2 separate regions of the Mus musculus genome follow, and region 2 is linked to region 1. The links are chromatin contacts, called in public promoter capture Hi-C maps. All regions are on one chromosome and are shown on one strand. The core of a region is the stretch at or near the end of the contact, and the rest is flanking DNA. Distances in the headings are between cores, read along the strand shown. Region 1 holds the start of Atl3 (atlastin GTPase 3). Region 2 holds the start of Fads3 (fatty acid desaturase 3).

The links. Capture Hi-C pulls out chosen DNA fragments and counts their contacts.
Region 2: a contact with region 1 is called in a promoter capture Hi-C map of liver, with 3 times the contacts expected there. A contact is called at or near these places in 2 of 39 promoter capture datasets (cranial neural crest and hippocampal neurons) and 1 of 9 other capture datasets (liver).

The regions. Positions count from the first base shown.
Region 1 is chr19:7,490,986-7,498,078 of GRCm38.p6, forward strand. Atl3 (atlastin GTPase 3) reads left to right here and starts at 3,453. Exons shown (of 13, transcript NM_146091.4): 1 at 3,453-3,676. The coding sequence starts at 3,631. It overlaps Gm52401 (a long non-coding RNA gene), which reads right to left and starts at 2,809. Exons shown (of 2, transcript XR_003952920.1): 1 at 2,632-2,809; 2 at 1,809-2,062.
Region 2 is chr19:10,038,128-10,045,220 of GRCm38.p6, forward strand. Fads3 (fatty acid desaturase 3) reads left to right here and starts at 3,421. Exons shown (of 12, transcript NM_021890.3): 1 at 3,421-3,829. The coding sequence starts at 3,605. It also overlaps a transcript of Rab3il1 not described here.

The DNA.
Region 1 (7,093 bases), core at 2,203-4,702:
ACAAAACAAAAAAAACCCCAATGAATAAATAAATAAATAAATAAATAAATGATTAAAAGAAGTTAAAAAAAAAAGAAAGATAGAAATGTAAAACTCAAATCTGATGGTAAGAATATACTGGGAGAAATGGAAGGCAAGAGCCAGCAAGATGGCTCTGTGGCTAAAAGCACTTGCTCTGTGTGTCTGACAACCCAAGTTTGATCTCCACAACTCACATTTTAAAAAATTACCTATATATTATTTAAAAATGTAATAGATATAGATACAGTGGGTCTTTTGCAGCATCCCTGCAGCAAGGTGGGAGGTAGAGATGGGACAATCTTCTGGAAGCTTTTGTCTGCACTGAGTGCCAGAAACAAGAGATCCTGCCTCAAAAACGAGGTGGAGGAGCTAGGAAAACGGCTCAGCAGTTCCCAGCACCCATGCTGGGTGGCTCCCAAATACCCAAAACCAGTTCCAAGAGACCCAATGCCTCTGGCCTCCATGGCAACTCACCATCATGTGCACATACTCATGGATTTATAATAATTAAAAATAAATCTTAAAGAGATAGAAGAGAATCAACTTCTGAAAAGTTGTCCTCTGACTTCTATGTGCACTGTGGAATATTTATCCCGCCCCCCCAAATTAAAAAGAAAAACACACGGGATAGGTGGAGTTGGGAACAGGAGAGGTGGTGGGGAGGAGAAATGACTGGAATTCAAAATCACCCATACATTCTAGGGTTTATTCCCTAAGTGGAATTTAAAATGCCCCCAAATTGGGGCCATTTTGGGGATGAGGTAGAAGTCTAGTGCAATGGAAACCCCATGGAATTTATGAGAATTACTCTAGCAAAGACTTCTAGTAATGGGGGACACATTCTTCTGTCTTCTGTAATTAGTCAAAGTCTCAAGTGGAGTGACTGGGACACCAACCCAGGCACAAAACCTTCCACCTACAGTTTGTTCTGCCTGTAGAGTGTTCTGGATCAGAATCTAAAATAATCTCATCAAAGAGACTTCATCCAGCAACCGATGGGGAACAGACACAAGGTCCCATATCTCTGGGAGTCCTGTGGAGGAGGGAGAGGAAGGATCAGAGGAACCCAAGGAGTTAGGGACACCGCAGAGCCCAGAATCAACTGGCTAGGACTCGCTGGGGCTTGTAGAAATCAGGAAGCCTGCAGGGTCTGACTCAGATCCTCTACATACATGTTCTGGCTGAGGAGCTTGGTGTTCGTGGGGCAACTGGGGCTGTCTCTGACTCTTCTGCCTGCTTGTGGGGCCCTTTTCCTCCTACTGGGTTGCCCTGTTCCAGCCTTGATGCGATGATCCCGTGGTGCCTGGTCCTATTGTTGCTTCTTATGCCCTGTTTGATTGATGTCCCTGGGAAGCCTGTTCTTAGAGGGGATGTGGAGAGGGTTGGTTCTGGGGAAGAGAGGAGGGGAAAGATGGGGGCGTGGGGGAGCTGAGGGAGGAGAAATTGCAGTTGGATGTAATGTAGAATAAAAAATAAAAATTAAAAAACAATACTTTAGAAAAGGGGACTGGAGAATGCTAGGATGTGTGGGCGATTTTAAATTCTTACACAATAATATTTGCAGTTGTGACAAAGTCATTGCCCTTTGGCTCTCCTCTTTGAGCATGTAACAAAATGGGTTTGTGTCATGTCTTCTTGAACTAATCTCTTCCCCTAATGTTTACTTCTAGTTTCTTGCTGGACCAGGTTGGCCTATGCTGTGTTACTTTTTCTTGGGAGAGAGAAACAATGGCCTAGTCATTCTGGGGTAAGGGCACTGACAGACCAAAGAAAGAATTCTATCCAAGTTCAGCTTGGTGAACCATTGAGTTTATTGAGGCCACTTATAGGTACACGGGTGACTCAAAGGCAGTTACATCACCAGGAAGTCCCTTGGGCAGTTTATAGGCAACTATACAAATTAAAAATCTCACCTGGAGCGTGGGTGATTCACAAAGAACCTGCACTCCTGATGAGTTCCATGGGCAGCTTCAGTAATGGAAGAGTCCTTCTGGTCAATTTGCTCTTGGATATACACCTTCCTCCAATGAGTCTCCTGTGGCTGATTCAAGACAGCAATGGTCATGTCCACCTTAGAAGAAACAACTACACAATAGCCTAGAAGATCTAATTTGGTTTAAATCTAAAAGCTAGAAGAGAGTTTCCTAACAGTCTTGAGAGTTTGGGGGGTAAAGGGGCTCAAAGAGGGGTTAAAGAAGTGTAAACAGGATTTCTTTAGGTAGGCTACGAATAATTTTTACCTCATAACCTTTGGCATAATTGCTCAGGAAGTAAAGATAGCTGAAAGGCTTGGCAGGGTGTAGAGATAGAGGGAAGTTCAGGGTAGGCCGAAGGAATAAAGAAAACATTTGCTGAATGAACGAAACAATGGTGAGGAAAAATCAAGTCACTGGGGTGACACTACCTCCATCTATAGGATTTGTTAGAAAACAGTATTTAGTTGTGGCAAATTGTATTTTCACAATATGTCAAGTATGAATAAAAGCATTTCCCAACAACTTCCTTTTGTAAAGTAACTTTGAATCACGGTCCTAGAAGTCTAAAGTTTACAAAAGGTGGGTCATGGCTCAGAATAGTCTGAGGTCGCGCGAAAATGAGACAGAGACTCACTATGTAGTTCAGGAAGGTATTGAACACCTGATCCTCCTCTCCTGGTCTCCAGTACTGGGATTACCAGCGTGCCACCCGGAGCCTGACTTAGTAAGGTCTTACTTTAGCTTTTTGTTTGTTTGTTTTGTTTTGTTTTTTTGTTTTTCGAGACAGGGTTTCTCTGTGTATCCCTGGCTGTCCAGGAACTCACTTTGTAGACCAGGCTGGCCTCGAACTCAGAAATCCTCCTGCCTCTGCCTCCCAAGTGCTGGGATTAAAGGCGTGCGCCACCACGACCGGCGTTACTTTAGCTTTTAGTAAGCCTTGGTCAGATCAGAGATTAGGGGTGATGGTGATGATAATGAAGTCACGATGGTCTGTCCTTGTGAAGTCAAAGTCGAAGCGTTCGCGTCATCATGTTAATTCTTTCATACCACCACCTGTAGTCCTGGCCAGCGAGGAACACCAGAGCCCAGCACGCGGGCCGGGTGGGGGCTCCCGGCGGGAACCGGGTGGCCAAAGCCCGGCCCTGGTCCCCGGGTTAGGCGCCGGGCAGGGTCTTCCGAGAGCCCTCCTCATTTTTTTCCCTTTGCAAGGCCTAATGGGAGTTGTAGTTCAGCGGTAGGAAGACCCACTCGGCCCAGTCCTGTCCTCCGTTTCCTCTACGCCCCGGATGAGGGCGAACACCCGGGTCAGAGGGGCCGGGCCCAAGAAAACGCCGAACTACAATTCCCGATGGACCCGACATTCCAGTACGCAGTCACAGGTACCCGCGGCACGATCCCCGCTCCGGCGCACGCGCACCGAACGGTGGCGGGACTCGGCCGCGTGCGCTTTCCCGCCCTCGTCACGCCCTGCGCCATCGGCAGGGCTGTCTCCTGAGCTGTAGGCTTTCTCCGCGCGCCCCTCCTTCTCGGTTTCTCCCCAAGTCCAGGCTCCGCCTGTTTCCCTCCTCCAGGGCAGCCTCAACCCGCTCCTGTCTTCTCTGCCTCTGCTACTTCTGCTGAAGGAGGAGGCTCCATGTTGTCCCCTCAGCGAACTGCAGCGGTGGCATCGAGAGGAGCAGGTGAGGCGTCCAATTTTCCCGGGACCCGGTCCGTGGTTACCCACGCTGCCTCCCAGTGCTTCGGCTCCGAGGTGACAAGCCGTCCCTGCCGCCGCCTTTTTTGGTGTGGCGACGGGAGGCCGCACCGCCGGGTGTCTCGGCTCGGAATTCAGGGCCGGGGCTCCTGGAGCGGGGAACGTTCCCAGTCTCCGCCGGGAGCCCGCGGCCTCCTGCGGCCTGGTGTTCTGGCCCGTCGAGCTCCGCCCTGTGCTGGGCAGGGCGTGCCGGGCGGTGGCGCGCTCCGGGTCGGGAAGCGAGGTTGGCGGTCCGTCTTAACGGGCCGGGATCGGCGGAAGGCTTTATTGTTGAGCCTTAAAGTGCTGGAATGCTGCGGTGCAGCCTTGGAGTTGAAAGGTTTTATTTTAAACGAAAAGACCTTGAGATACTGACAAGTATTAGTAAAGTTCGTTTTCCACCCGCGCTTATCTCCATGTTTGGTGATAAAAGAATTGGCCTAAATTTGGTTGTTTTGTTTTGCAAGTTTTTTGTTTTGTTTTTTTTTTTTTTAAAGTAAGTTTGGTTCCTTTGGCTTTGCCGGAGACATAAAATGAGGTGGTAAAAGTACTAAATGAAAACCAAATAGTCCCTCCGTAAATTCATGGATGCAGTTTCGCCTGTCATTTTACCTGGCACTGTGCTTGTTTAATGGGTATGGCCCTGAAATGATTGCAAGTTTCAGTTGCGAAATCTAAAGGAAAAAAAAAAGAAGAGTCAACAGTAGTGTTTGAAGAATTTTTTAGCAAACCCCAGTCTTCAAATTTGAGTACGAAGTGGAATGTTTTGCAAAAGGTGAAGAAAAAAAAAAAAAAAAAAAAAAAAACCCCTAGCAGTCTAAAACGTCATGGTTCTCAGTTTTGTTTTGGAGAAGTGGAGTTAAGTAAAACCTACGTTAAGGATTTGTACTCTATGTCAGTATTCAGCTTACATACAAACTGCAACATCAAATGAGGGCTGTTTTGCTTCCTACGAAAACCAGCTTGTATTCTAGAAATTCCTGTGCAGCTTTTACATGCGTGAGGGGATGTATGGGTGAAAAACATTTTCACCTAGTGAAGCATAAGGCCAATACCAACATTGTTTTATTTTCGGTAGTTTACTGTCTTTTGTAATAGTCATAACCATAAGAAAAACAGTTGAGGGGTGGTGGTGGCGCACGCCTTTAATCCCTGCTCTTGGGAGGCAGAGACAGGTGGATTTCTCAGTTCAAAGCCAGCCTGGTCTACAGAGCGAGTTCCAGGACAGCCAAGGCTACACAGAAAAACCTTGTCTGGGTTCGGGGGAACAAAATGAACCAAACTAAATAACAAAACAAGTCACCCCCTGAAAACAAACAAACCCACAAACAATAACAAAACAAAACAGAAGAGGGAGGTGTGGTTGTATGCCATAATAATTTTCTTAGTGTTTAGTAAGGAAGAACAGTTTGGTTTGTGCTGCTAGGGATTGAATGCAGTTTTGTGCTTTTATAGCCCTTAACCCTAGTTTTTAGGGCTCCTCTCAACAGTGTTAAAAAAAAAAAAAAAAAAAAAAAAAAAAGTCATGGTTCTCACAGTGAGACCCTGTCTGGAAAAAAAAACTAAAAAAATAAAAACTGGATCTCACTGTGTAGCCATGGTTGGTCTGGAACTTCTTTTTTTTTTTTTTTTTTTTAAAGATTTATTTATTTATTTATTATATGGAAGTACATTATAGCTGTCTTCAGACACTCCAGAAGAGGGAGTCAGATCTCATTACGGATGGTTGTGAGCCACAATGTGGTTGCTGGGATTTGAACTCTGGACCTTCGGAAGAGCAGTCGGGTGCTCTTACCCACTGAGCCATCTCACCAGCCCCTGGAACTTCTTTTGAAGATGAACTTATGGAGATCTGACTACCTCTTCCTAGTTTTCAGATACCCACTATTCTTAGCACAACTTATAGATCCTGATTTTATTTATTCAGGGGCCAGGAAACAGTGAAAAAGAAAATCCTCATTTTGCATATTTATAATAAAATTTCTCCAATGGTAGGTGTATGCATTTGAATAATTTATTTGATAGAAAATAAACATTTGTTAGCTATTAGTATTTATGTTGAAATATTTTTTACAAATTAAAAATGTTTTTATTTAAATTTCTTTTGCTAGAGCATGCTAGATGTATCTCACAGCTAAAAGTATGTTATAAATAAAGTGATAGGCTTTACTCATATAGTAAGCAAGCAAAGGATTGGAGTAAGGGCATGGTTATCTGAAATGGTGAATCTAAGCTGAGTAAATATTGCCAATTAAGATATTCTTGTTTTTAAGCACCTTCCCTCTAAAAGAAACCTTTCTTTAAGCTCGATGAGGTGGCCCACATTTGTAATCCCAGTATTTGGGAGGTGAGACAGAATTGGCATGGATTTGGTGCCAGGCTAGACTACATAGTGAGTTCCAGGACAGCTTGAGCTACAGAATGCGACCCTGTCTCAAAAAAAAAAAAAAAAAAAAAAAGATAAATCCAAACAACAACAAAGAAACCAAAACCAGACTAAAACAAGAAGAAACTAAGAAATAAAACAAGAAAGGTTTATTTAACTGTAACTTGACTAATTGAAACATCCAGATTAGATTTCCTGTGTTTAGGAAAGAGGCAAGTACAACCACTCTATTCAGAAGCAGGCACATCTCTGAGTTCAAGGCCAGACAGCACTACACAGAGAAACCCTATCTTGAGTAAAACAAACACAACAGCAGCAACAAAAAACAAAACGAAAGAAATTTGTCTCCCCCCATCCCCCACCCCCCAGCCCCCTGGGACTGGAGAGATGATGGTTTAGTGAGTTAGAGGGTTTACTGCTCATGTAGAGAATAGATTTGGTTCTCTGCACCACAGCCCAGTCTGTACCTTCTGCTACAAGGGGTCAGTTGTTACCTTTTGGCCTCCTTGGGCTTCTGCATGTGTGTACTGCTCATAAATTCGAGAGAGTACACACATATATGCATTAAAAAAAAAAAACATAGCCAGGTAGTAGCACACACATTTAATCCCAGGACTTGGGTGGCACAGGCATGTACCTCTCTGAGGCCAGCCCGGTCTACAGAGCAAATTCCAAGACAGCCAGCATTACACAGAAAAAAAACCTGCCTTGAACAACCCCCCTCCCTGAATTTTTTTTTTCTCTAGCTGATAAAAGGCTGAATAGTTTTTATTTTTGTTTTAAGATGAAGGACTTTGTGTTGCCTAGGCTGTCTTTGAACTATAGATTCAAGAAATCCCCATCTCAGCATCTTGAATAGCTGTGACTGCTGGTATATACCATCTCACCTAACTTTTGATTTAAGTTTTAGATTCAGACCTGTCTTTTCTTTTTTTTAAAGATTTATTTATTTTATATTTATATGAGTACACTGCAGCT
Region 2 (7,093 bases), core at 2,171-4,670, 2.5 Mb after region 1:
AGCAGCATACTCATCTTCTAGTGACTGGCTTGTTTCACTTAATGCAATGTCAATATCCATCCATGTTGTAAGATGACAGGATTTCCTTTTAAGACTTGGTAATATTCTGATGTATGTGTAACAGCCCACTGTGTTTATCCATTAATTGGAGACACACACGGGTTACTGGTACCTGTTAATGTATATGCAAATATCTCTTGGAGACCCTGCATAGAGTCCTTTGAATAAATTACCGTTAGTAAATTTGCTCATATATTAGGGATTTTTTTTGTTCTTGTTTTTGTATTTTTAGAGGACCCTCCGTACTTTTTCCATGATGGCTATACCATTTTATAGTTCTACCAACAATACTCCAGGGTTCCAACTTTTCTGCCTCCTGGCCAAAATTGTTTTACTGGTTTTGGTAGTAACTATTCTAAGAGACATGAGGTATTTGCTCCCTGGACTTTGATCTGTGTCCTGAGTAGTGCTTTACAGTCTTCTCACCTTCACTGCACATTTCTGTGTGTCCTGCTCTTACCAAGGGTCTGTGTTCCACCATAGTTGCCGATAGGCTTGTCGTTGCTGGCCTAAATAGTTTCAAATAGCCTTTACATAATCCTGTGGTGCCCATGGCCTCTGCCCCTCCTTTCTCAGAAGAGTTGTACCCCGGACTAATAACCAAGCTCATGATAAGGTCTGTGACTCAAGCCAAACCCTAGAGCTCTGACTTGTGCCCCCCCCCCTTTTTTTTTTGTGCTTTTGCTGCCTGAGCTCCAGGACTGCTCTTTCTTGGTGGCTTCAGAGCTTTTTCCTAAAGCCACTGCTTGCATATCCAGCTTGTTGAGCCTCCCTGGCACTGTACAAACATATCTTGGCTCCAGGACAGTAGCTGGTGGCTCTGTAGGGGGTGGTGATTTCAAGGCATCCAACCAGAGGCCTGGGTGGAAGCTTACAACAGTAAAGAATCCAGCTGGGACAGAGGTAAGGGGCTGTATTCAAGGCATTCCAGGGGACTCTCAAACCTCAAGCTCGCCCCCTGCCCCAAAGCACTTCATTTGGCTGGCTTCCCTCTGCCTCCTACACTCGCACACCCTGGCAGTGATCCAATGGCAGCTCAGGAATGTCGAGTGATGCCTCTCCCTTTCCAAGTGGTCTGAGAGGCCTCAGCTGCCCAGCTTTGGGGATTTGGGGATGGACAATGGAGACTCAAGTTCCTCTGACTCCCTACAAGTTGCAAGTTCTCTGGGGTCAGAGATGGGGGGGGGGGGGAGAGAGAGAGAGACATCTAGAGATGACCCTAAGACCTACAGAGAACTAAAGTGGGAAGCTCTTTGTGTGGGAAGTGGAGAGAAGTTACTCATAGTTTATGCTTTATGGAAACACACATCTAGATACAGGTGGAAAGTCTACCACCTGTAGACTCCATGCTGGACTGAAATGGCCAGAGAAGGCAGCATAGTTAGGGCCTATCCTTGGTTTATCTCCCAAGTCTGCCCAGCCTCCACTTTGGTGTCCACCCCTAACTGCCTCCCATACCTGAGGCCAAGATCCCAGGGAAGGAGCCCTTGAATGGCTCTTGAGCCAGCCACATCTTACTGAGCGAGAGGTGTGAGAATGAATCAAGGCCACACCCTATGAGCATCCAAGTTTGGATACAATAGGTGTATTCCCTGGGAAGCATAGGCTTTCTCTATCCCAGTCCTCACTGTGACCATGTGGGGGCAGCAGTACCTGCCATCCTCTTTGGCCAGGGCTCCTGTATCCCCAGGTGTGAAGAAGAAAACATGTTCCAGGATTTTGAAGAGCCTTCATAGAAAGGGATTGAACAGCTCCTGTTTGTGGCAATATCTTGGGCTCGTTGGTCCTGGCTAAGCAAAGCAAGAGTTCCTCAAACTAGAGAGAACCAAGAGGCTCCTTTCTTCAAGCTCTGGTCTGCCTGTGATACACGTCATGGATTTTCCTTCTCTCTGAGTTCTGCAGCCTAAGATGGAACAGGAGTAGATTGGACATGTTCAGAAAAGAATTCTGGAAGTTTCCCAAATGTAAGACTGGACTGTGACACCCTCCTCACTCTCCATGGAGGCAGTGTGTACGTAGGCTGCCCCTGATGTCACCTCTCCTCATCTCACAGGTCCCAGGTATCTAACCAACATTCTTTAGAGTATTGCTCGCCTCTGCTTTCCTCCTTGTCCTGTGTATTTAGGCCTGTAATAGTTGCATCTGGAGTGAATGCTTTCAGCCTTTTTTAGTCTTATTGTTCCCTAAACAATGCAGTGAACAATTATTTATAGAGCATTTACATCACATTAGACATTATTAAGAATTCAGAGCTGACTTAAAGTGTATGAGGGGATATGTGAAGGTTACATGCATATACTGGTTTTTTGTAGGCAAGAAACACAGGTTGGTTTTGTTATCCACAGGGGTGCCTTAGAGGTCAGGTCACCTACAAATCCTTAGGTAGACCAAGAGGAAATGTTTGCACATTGGAAAAAATACACTTTAAGGTTCTGAAAAGATTTGCTCCCAACAAACAGGTCTGCCTCACCTTTCTGCCCTGAGTCACACTAGGGTGGTGTGCGGGAGTCTGTTTTAACTAGCCCTCAAGGAAATTCTGATGGACCTTCAAGTTTGCCAGTTGTGAAAGCTTTTAACTTTTAAGGAACTGATGTCTGTCTCAAAGAAACATCGTACAATTGGGAACGTAGTTACACTCTCAAGAGGATTTGAATTTAATAAGTCAAAAATGTGACACCATGAATGGGGAGAACTGGGAGGTGGTGACAAGCAAGCCACCCATTGCAGACTGGACCATTCTTTCATCTCCTGAACGGCAGACCTCCACGCAGCAGTGTCCTCTGCTCCTCCTCCAGTGGCCAACCTGGGCATCCCCAATCCTGCGTACAGCCAGGAGGAGAGGCCATCTGCTCCTGCAGATTGCTTTAGATGGCTTCCTCGCGTGGATATTGAGGGTTTACTGGGGGATGAGGTCCATTGTTTGGTGGCTGTTGACAGTCACCCCAAGGTAGTGTCCTCATTTCTAGCTACCTGGGATGCCTGGTTAAAGACCGGTGACGTCCCTAACTACATTTCTCAGCCTTTCAGGGCTCAGACTTGGGCTCATTTCGGGCCCCTGCGGGTGTGCCTGGGCGCAGCGGCCTGCAGGACTCCCGTGCGCGCTGGGTCCCCATCCCCCGCCTTCTCAGTTGAGCCGAGAGTCCGAGAAACTGGGGGGGGGGGGGGGCAGTGCCCCGGGGGCAGTGCCGGGCGTGGTGGCCCCAGGCCCTCGAGGGTGGGGCAAGCCCCTTCGCGACACCGCCCTCCCCGGGCAGCCAATAGATGTGGAGGCGCCGCGCCTGGATTGGAGCGAGAGCGGGACTGGCCAGCGCGGGGGCCGGGACGAGGGGCGGGCGAGGCGAGCGCTGTCAGCGCGGTTATAAGGGAGGGAAAAGTTCCCTGCGCGGAGAGCCGGGCAGGCGCACGCTCTTACGGCGGCCGCAGCGGCAGGGCGGGGCCGGTGGGGCGGGCGGAGGAAGACCCCTGATTGCCACCTCGCCTCCCTCAGTGTCTCTCTTAGACCTTGGTCACGTACCGGGGTCCGGAGGACTTGTGTACAGCGGCAATGGGCGGTGTCGGGGAGCCCGGAGGGGGACCCGGGCCGCGGGAGGGGCCCGCACCGCTGGGGGCGCCCCTACCCATCTTCCGCTGGGAGCAGATCCGCCAGCATGACCTACCAGGCGACAAGTGGCTGGTCATCGAGCGCCGTGTCTACGACATCAGCCGCTGGGCACAGCGGCACCCAGGGGGTAGCCGCCTCATCGGCCACCACGGTGCGGAGGACGCCACGGTAAGCTAACCCACAGCCGGCGGGGTGGAGCCTGGCACTAGCGGTGGAGAGGGAGACGTTGTTCATAGGCTTGGCGTCTCATTCCACCTGCGGACCTTAGCATCCTTTTTGCTCTTTCTGACCTTTGACCCCTTCCCTGGCTCCAGAGTTGAGATGGAGCCTGAGGGAAGGAGGTCTCTTTCTTTCACGGAGGATGGGCTGTTTGGGTCAGTCTGTGGAATAAATAGATCTCAGGGAAGAATGGGCCCCCAGAGGTGGGTGTGCCGTGAGGGGCAGATTCTGCCCCAGGTAAGTACCCTCACTGTTGTACTGAGGGTTTCTTTTCTGCTCTGAGTGTCACAGACTATTTTCTGGTGCTTCCAAGAGCCTGGGGCAGGGCTGGGTCCCTAGCGATAGGGACGTGCCATCAGAAACTGGGGGCTGGGCAGCAGAGCTTGGGCAGGGCCTGGAGGTCTGTGGCTTATCCAGCACTTGTGTAGACTGTTCTGAGGGCCAGTGACTCACCTCTGCTGGGCTGGCAGCTACACGTGGGAAGACTTTGCCAGGCTGGGTGGGCCTCCACGGGAAGCACAGTCACCCCAGTCACCGACTAGCCCCTGGGGACTCTGGCTTCCCATTCTCAGTCCGTGTCTAGACAAGAAGGGATGGAACTGGCCTGAAGGACTATCTGGCTAGAGCCCAGTGGTGAAGCAATTTCCCAGACCCTTCCTCCTTCAGTCCCACTCCATGGACAAAGGTTGAGGCCATGGTGCTCTGCCCTCGACTATCCAAAATTGTAGGTTAGTCACATTGGGTACCCGGAAGGTCTTTAAGACTGGAGGGAATGATTCTCTAGTGGAAGAACTTGGTGGCAGCAGAGGAGGTTCTCTGTGTCCCAGGACTGTCATTGTCCCTCTCCTCCCGGATTCACTCCAGGCAACTGAGAGGGATAAGAATGAGACAATTCCTGAAAATCATCAACCTGTGGGCCAGTGTGTGTGTGTGTGTGTGTGTGTGTGTGTGTGTGTGTGAGCCTTCCTTCTTTCTACCAGAGCATGATGGGCATGAGGTGCCACAGCCCCTCCCACTGAGCCCTGGCAGTCCTGTGAGGATCGTGTTGTAGCGTAGGACAGAATGCTGGGCAGGAGAGGAGGACAACAGAGAGCACTGACTGCTTTTTCTTGCTCAGGGCCAGCCAGGAGGCCCCTCCTACATGGGATTTCTAACTTTATATTTAGCTCAGTGCCCCGAGACCTCCATCTAATGGTTTTGCTCCAGCCACCATTTTGATTCACAGCCAGTAAGGTCTGTAAAGAAAACATCACTCTACATCTTGTAGTAGGGTTCTAGCTCTGCCATTGAAGGCACTCAGAGGTAATTCCTCTGAACCTTAGCTTTGTCATTGGACGGGTGGGGAGAGCTAGGCTATATAGCAAGCCAGCCAAGGGCAAGACCACACCTTCTCCACCATGCTGCTGTGTTGTAGATGTTTGTTCAGTAGCTGCTCTTTAGACTATATGTATGCAGACTGGAGAGTGCAGTGGGACAGTCATAGCACTCCCAAGCCTTTTCTGGGAGAGCTTGTCTCTGACCCTGCCAGTAATAGGAAAAGATTGCTATAGGCCCCAGACGTTGGGGTAGAGTTGCTAAAAATACCTGGTGTACTCAGGTCTCAGGGCCGGGAGGGGTCTAGGTTCAGAAGGCCCTAGCCTTTGTCAGTGATGGACCCACAAGGAATACTAGGAGTTGAACCAATCCAGTGCCCCATGTGGTCAAGTCTAGATGCCAGGTATCCCATCCCAGAATCTGAAGCTCAGGTTAGGGGTGAGATGTGGCTGCCCACTTGCATCAGCCCAGCCACCCATCAGCTGTTCTCATGTCCAGGCAACAGAAGCTTTCCTGCCAGGAAATTCCCAGAGTTCTTGTGCCATGAAGTCAGCTTGTGGCCATCCTGGGATACAGAGCCTGTGCCCTAGGGAGAGTACTCTGGGCCCTGGGCCAGGTTTGTCTAAGAGTCACAGGCAACCCTGAGATGAGAAGAGGCAGCCAGAGAGGTCTAGCCCCTGCTGGTCATAAATATGTGAGAGTCACATACCAACCACCTACTATGTGCTAGATTCTAAATCAATGCTTGCTATTGATACTGTTTCTTAATCCTCAGGATACCAACCAGCGAGGCAGTTTACTACTGTTATCCCACTTTACAGATGAGAAAAGAGATTCAAAGAAACAGTGAAACTTGAAACAGTGGCAGGTGTGGGATTTGAATGCACAGCCACACTCTGCCCCACGTTGGTTCCTCAGTAATGGGACTCCCTGAACCCACCCATGAATATCTCCTGTGTGCTCCTCACCCCCTGCCTCTGCAGATGCAGCTGTGAACAAAACATTTTCAGGGAAGGAGTGTGCAACAGATGCATCAGCTAGAGCCAAGGCTCGGAGGTGGGACCATGCCACCCATACCTAAGGAACAGAGCATGGCTGTGCTAGAGAGCAGCCACAGGGAGGGGAAGTCAGAAAGCAGACATGCCAAGCTCACCAGATATTTTTGTTTTTAGGACTTTGGTTTATTCTAAAGAAGGAGGAGATCCCGGGAGGGCAGAGCAGGGAAACCAAAGGGGTCTGATGTATGTTTAAAAGGATCTCAAAAGGGCGGGTTGGAACTTAGTTGGTAGACTGCTTGCCTAGTGTTCATGATGCCCTAGGTTCCATCTCTAATGCTGCATAAATGTGGTTGTGGTGGCATCCACTTGTAACCCCTGCAATTATGAGGTAGACACAGAGGATGGCGAGCTCAAGGTTGAGCCCAGCCTGGGACACATAGGACTTTGTCTTCAAATAAAAGGATCGTTGGGGCTAGAGAAATGGCTCAGAGGTTGGGAGGTTAGGTGCTGCTCTTACAGAGTATCTGAGTTCCGTTCCCAGCACCTATGGAACTGGTGGGTGGGTCACAACCCCTTGTAACTCAGGCTTCAGGAAAGCCACCATCTCTGACCTCTGTGTGCACTGTCATTTATGCGGACGTATTCCCCCCAACACACACATATTCACATGCAAATAAAATCACCTTTTAGAAGTGCAAAGGCTTTAAGGTAAGGTAAACAAGTTAAGGTAAGCAAGATGGGGACCTGCCCTCTCCTTGGGGAGAAAGTTCAGAACAAGTAACAGTGTAACTTGGCTCTAGTTACGCTTGAATGTAGTCAGGGTGTAAGGTCTGAGATATGTGAATACTAATAGGGACACTAGTAGGGGACATTAGAATTAGCTCCGTAAGCTGAGGATATG